Regions from separate parts of the Oryctolagus cuniculus genome. Here region 2 is linked to region 1. A link is a contact called in public Micro-C data. All regions are on one chromosome and are shown on one strand. The core of a region is the stretch at or near the end of the contact, and the rest is flanking DNA. Distances in the headings are between cores, read along the strand shown.

Region 1 (2,794 bases), core at 199-2,698:
CATCTTCTACTGCTTTCCCAGGCCATAGCACAGAGCTGGATTGGAAGTGGAGCAGCAGGGACTTGAACCTGTGCCCATATGGGATGCCCACACTGCAGGTGGAAGCTTTACCCACTACGCCATAGCGCCGGCCCCATCAAATGGACTCTTTGTATATGTGACACTGTCAGGTGGAGAGTCAGGTGCCTTGTGCCACTCTCATGTGGTCCACCTTTGTGCCCTCCGAGGCTGAAAGGTACAGAGGAATGCTTATAACCCAAGTTAAGCTTCATGTTGTGTTGTCTCCAGTGACTGAGTTCCAAGTACTAAAAAAAGTTGTGATTTTCATTTTTTTTTGTTTTTAAAGATTTATTTATTCGAAAAACAGATTTAGACAAGGAAGCAAAGACAGATCTTCCAAGGGCTGGTTCACTTCCGGAAGAGCTACAATGGCTGGGGCTGGGCCAGGAGAAGCCACAGAGCCAAGATCTTCACCTAGCTCTCCCACATAGGTGCAGGGGTCCAAGTACTTGGGCCATCTGCTGCTTTCCCAGGCATATTAACAGGGAGCTGGATTGGAAGTGAAGCAGCCGGGAATCAAACTGGTGCTCATATTAGGAGGCCAATGTTGCAAACAGTGGCATACCTGCTCTTTGTTACCACCATCCCCTTAAAAAAAAGACAAACATGTATTTGAAAGTTATGCACACACACACAGAAGGGAGGCGCGGAGGGGGCCACTTGCATTCAGAGGTTCACTCCTCAATGGCCATAAAGGCTAGGGCTGAGCCAGGAGCTTCAAGGGGTCTCCCACGTGTATGTCAGGGGCCCAAACACCTGGGCCTCTTTCTGCTGCTTTCCCAGGCCAGTAGCAAGCAGCAGGATCGGAAGTGGAGCAGCCAGAACAGGAACCAGCAACCATACAGGCGCCCTCCTTTCAGGCTGGGGCTTTACCTGCTATGCCGCAACCCCGGCCCTGATTTTCACACTGAAAAGCAGTATTTTTATTGCTTTTACTGTGAATTACATTCACACAGTAAATCATTTACCCCTCTCAAGTGGGTTTGTGCATATTGGGGAAAGTGAAAAAAATTACAAAACCAAGTTACTATAAAAAGGGGTTACCTTTACTAAAATCGGTGCCTGTTAATGGCACCTATTTTTTAAGTCCCACCATCCGCACAGCGGCTCTCCGCCGGTGGGGGGATGCAAATGGATTCACCTCTGCAGACTCGGCCTTGGCCGTGTGGCGTGTCCAGGCGAGCTGGACGAGCCTTTCCTGAGCACAAGCCGGGAGAGGGCCGGGCAGCCCCGCGGGAGGACTTCCTGCGGCCAAGGGCGGCCGCGAACGCCGCAGAGTCCCAGCGCCGGCCCAGATCGGGCTCCGGGCTCCTCGTCGGGGCGGCAGCGCTGGCAGCTCGGACCGGCAGGCGCACCGCCGGCCCCAGCGCGGGGCAGCGCAGGCCGAGGCCGGAGCGGGGCGGGGGGTAGCTGGTCACGTGCTCCGGCACAGGCGGCGGAGGCCGGAGTCTGCAGGAATGTGGTAACTTGCCGGGGAAAGTTTCCCTCGGCGGGCGGGCGGCCGGCCGGGGATTCAGTGCGGGCGGGCGCGCAGAGGAAGGAAGAGCTGGGAGGAGGCGGAGCCGGCGAGCGGCTCGGGCGGGCGGTTCTCTCAACTTTAGTTTTGGCGTCTGAGGCGAGTTTCCGTCTCAGTCGGGCGCAGCCGCCGCCGGGGAAAAGAAAGAGAGGAAGGAAGGAACAAGAAAAGGAAATAAAAGAGAAAGGGGGAGGGGAAAGGCAACTAGCTGTCCGGCGGCTCCGTCCAGGGAGCTGAAGGGGGAAAAAAAAAAGTTCTGAGGCGCCGCAGGTCCGAGTTTCTGGCAGCCCCTCCCGAGGCGCCGCCGCCAGACCAGTGGAGCCCGGGCGCAGGGCGGGGGCGGAGGCGCCGGGGCGGGGGATGCGGGGCCACAGCGCAGCCCCCCGGCCCTGAGAGCGAGGACAGCGCCGCTCCCGCCGCGCAGCGCCGCCCGGCCCGCCGCACTCGTCGCTTCTCCAGTCTCGGCCCGCGGAGCCGGGGCGTCCCGGCGGAGCCCTCGCCCGCCGCCTGGTCAGGGGGTGCGCGTTGGGGGAGGCAGAAGCCATGGATCCCGGGCAGCAGCCGCCGCCTCAGCCGGCTCCCCAGGGCCAAGGGCAGCCGCCCGCACAGCCCCCCCAGGGGCAAGGCCCGCCGTCCGGGCCGGGGCAGCCGGCACCCCAAGCGTCCCAGGCGGCGCCCCAGGCCCCCCCCGCCGGGCACCAGATCGTGCACGTCCGGGGGGACTCGGAGACCGACCTGGAGGCGCTCTTCAACGCCGTCATGAACCCCAAGACGGCCAACGTGCCCCAGACCGTGCCCATGAGGCTCCGGAAGCTGCCCGACTCCTTCTTCAAGCCGCCGGAGCCCAAATCCCACTCCCGACAGGTAACCTCGCCTCGCCTCTGCCCCTTCCCCGTCGGGCTGGCCCCAGGACCGGGGGGGCGCTCGGGAGCCGCGGCCGCCCGCTCTGCCCAGGGGAGGGGGTTCCGGGAGCCGGGCGGGCGTGGGGGGTCTCCGGCGAAGGGGAGGACCCGGAGACGCCCGCCGGGCCGTGGCTCCCGGCTTCTCGCTCCTGTCGGAGTCCGGGGCCGAGATTTGTTTTTCCCTTGGGAGTTGGTCTCTGCGGTGCAGCCCCGGGGGGCGTGCTCCCCCCCTTCTTCTTCCTTTCTTTCTTTCTTCCCAGGACTCCCGGGAGGTTGGCGGGAGTGGCGGGGAGGTGGGGAGGCAGGAAGGGGGTGG
Region 2 (2,794 bases), core at 91-2,590, 530 kb after region 1:
AGAAGTACATTCATTACCTTTTTTGGTCAGGACAAGAACTGAAAAGGAGAAATAATCTTGAATTCAGAATGAACAATTCTTGCTATATACTTTTCCCACATATTTTGGGAATGTTTTGTAACTTTCCGAGAAACATAACTTGAACTAAATACTAAACTACTACCAAGACCCATGTGCATTTTTGGAAGTTTTTAGTCATTGGGAGCCGTGGCATTTCTCCTCTATCACACTTTCTTTTTACTACCAACCATGGAACAGAGGACCTCCTGCTCTGTGACTGACTGGCAGGCAGAAATGACAGGACAGGAAATGGGAAATGGTTCAGTGTGTTGGAATTCCCCTGGCTGCCTAATTAAGTGGCTTATTTGGAAGTTTTTGAAATGTTTGCCCCTGGAGTTCCCCGGAAAGAAGCAAGCATCTGAGTTCATTGACAAAGCCTATTTTCACAGACACCGCGATACAACATGTACCCCACGGCCCAGGAGCGCAGCCGCATTCCACGCCGCAGAGGACGAGAGCCAAATGGCCCAGGCTAATGCAACCAAGGTTTATTTACGCGTGTTCCATCACGTCCCCATACGGAAAAAAATCCTTTGTCTTCGTAAGTGAACTCCTTGGCGCTTCCTGTATATGTGTGCACGTACATAACGTATACGTTCCATTTTATTCAAACCCAGCAAATCCTCGGACTGAAGCCTGACTCTCGTGGCTAACAATGCACATTTGAAATAAAACACAGCTCTTCCCCTGGAGCCTGTCTCCAGAGCAGGAAACCGAAAGTTTAAAAAAAGAAACGCTGGTTGATAAAAAAAAAAAAAAAAAAAAAAAAAAAAAAAGCTTCAAGTTTTCAAAAGCAATCTCCTGACGCCGTCCTCGCTGCATGTCTCGGCTGTGCACCCTGGCTTGCTCCCGGGCTGCGCTGCGGGACACGCACGAGGGGCAGCACGGCGAGAGTCCCGCGGGGGCCCGGACCCAACGAGGGGGCGGCCCGCGACGTGCAGTCCCTGCGCCAGGGCGTTTCCGCAGGGTTTCCCGAGCCTCCAACGCAACCGCTCACGCTCTGCCACGTCCCCCTCAGGAGAACGTCCGCGGCAGAGAAGAGGCAGATGTCACAGGGGCGCCAACCACGCGGCTAAAACGTGCAAACGCCAAGTTCAGGCGAACGAGCCGCAGCACCCCGCGGAACGACCGCGCCGCTCCAGGTGGGCGGACCCGCCGGGCCGCGCCGGGCCTCCCCGGGCCTCCGGGCCTCCTTCCCGGAGGTGACCCAGCGCTCCGTTCCGCTCTCCGACCGCAGACTCCCGGGCGCCCTCGCGCGGCGGGGGACGTGGGCGACCCGCAGGACGCGCTGACGTCACCGTGCGTCCGCGTCGGCCCCGCCGGGGTAGGGGGCTTGGGGAGCGCCGCAGGCCGGCAGAGCCGGGTTTGGCCGCTTGAGGTCTCGGCCCCACTGCCTTCCTGTTGTGCGGAGGCCTCCAGGCCCCCGAGCTGGGTCCCTGTTTGCTGTGCTGGCGATGCGGTGAGTGCGGCTCCTTCCGGGGCCGGCCGCGCGGGGCGGGTCGGGGCGCGGGCCTGCGGGGGCCCACTTCCCTGGTGTTGCGGCCGGGCGAGGGAGGACGGGGCCTGGGGCGCCGTGGGCTGTGTGGTTTCTACCCGCGCCGAGGCTTGTATTTAATTCGGAAGCCCCAACTTCAAAAGACTTTCAGTCGAGACTGGCTGCTTTTTTTTTAAATGATTCGTTTTCAAGTCTGGCCGCCGCCTGCTTTACTGCCCTTTGGACTTTGATCAAGATAGTTGCTCTAGGGAGTTTTTGCGCACTTGTAAACTTAGGCTTCCGTGGTCCGTGGGAACGCGAGAGCTCACATTTTGCAAGGCTCTGCGGTCCGCTGCTGCGGTGGTTGTCTGTTGTGTGTTGTTTGAAATAACTCCTAGAAATTAATGGCTAAAGCCGCACGGTTTCTCCTCTTTTCCCTTCCAGTTTATCCCCTGCCCACCTACAGCTTGCTTAAAGAGATCAAAAGTAGCAATATGCTGCTTGTAGATAAAGAGCTAAAATTTAAAGATACGAGACATGGTGTAATTAAAGTGTGCATTCATGCAAGCGGTCACAGTGCCAGGCCCAGGGTTGCAGGGACTATTATGTTACTGTTTGTTTTCGAGTTGGCTGTCTGTAGTGGTGGCGGCTTTGGAATTGCGAGGCAGCTGGTATGGTTTAAGGATTTGTATTAATGAGCTCCTCCTGATGTCTTTAACGCCCCACCAGACCAGCTGGTTTTTCTAGCCCTGGAAAGACCTAACATTTAAAAATCGCTTTACGGATCTGTCTCTGCTAGCCCCGTTGCAGACAGGGAGTAATGGAGTCTCCAGTTCTGTCCCTTTGTGCCTCCACCAAAGTGCCCGAGATAATTATCCTGAAGTGAGAAAAGGGGAGGAGACTGAAGACAGTGTTTCCACGTGTGGAATTGTCTTTGACGCTGTACATTGTAAAGACATGGATATAGTTCATGCTGTGGAGCTGTTTTGCATTTATTTAAATTAAGAGCATGTCCAATTAGAAAGTTTTGGTGACAGATTGCTGGAATTAACATATTGTCTAAAGTGTCAGTCAGACTCCACTGAATAAATTGCATAATCTGTAAGCTTCATGTGGCATGCAAATAGTTTTCTAAAATACCTTTTCTTTCTTTTCAGATTTATGGCTCTGAAGAGTCTCTTTGTCCCCCATTTTTTCTCCCCTTGAAGATAATAAATCCCACTATGGAGACCCTGAAACTTTATAAAGGAATATAGTTTG

What was found. A called contact is a pair of places that touch in the nucleus more often than the background predicts.
Region 2: a Micro-C map of ear pinna shows a contact between it and region 1, with 6 times the contacts expected there. The contact joins the promoter of BIRC2 here to the promoter of YAP1 in region 1. A contact is called at or near these places in 2 of 6 Hi-C or Micro-C datasets (ear pinna and an unstated tissue).

What each region holds. Positions count from the first base shown.
Region 1 is chr1:93,541,581-93,544,374 of mOryCun1.1, forward strand. It overlaps YAP1 (Yes1 associated transcriptional regulator), which reads left to right and starts at 1,449. Exons shown (of 8, transcript XM_017343710.3): 1 at 1,449-2,440. The coding sequence starts at 2,120.
Region 2 is chr1:94,067,307-94,070,100 of mOryCun1.1, forward strand. It overlaps BIRC2 (baculoviral IAP repeat containing 2), which reads left to right and starts at 1,341. Exons shown (of 9, transcript XM_051849856.2): 1 at 1,341-1,519; 2 at 2,692-2,794.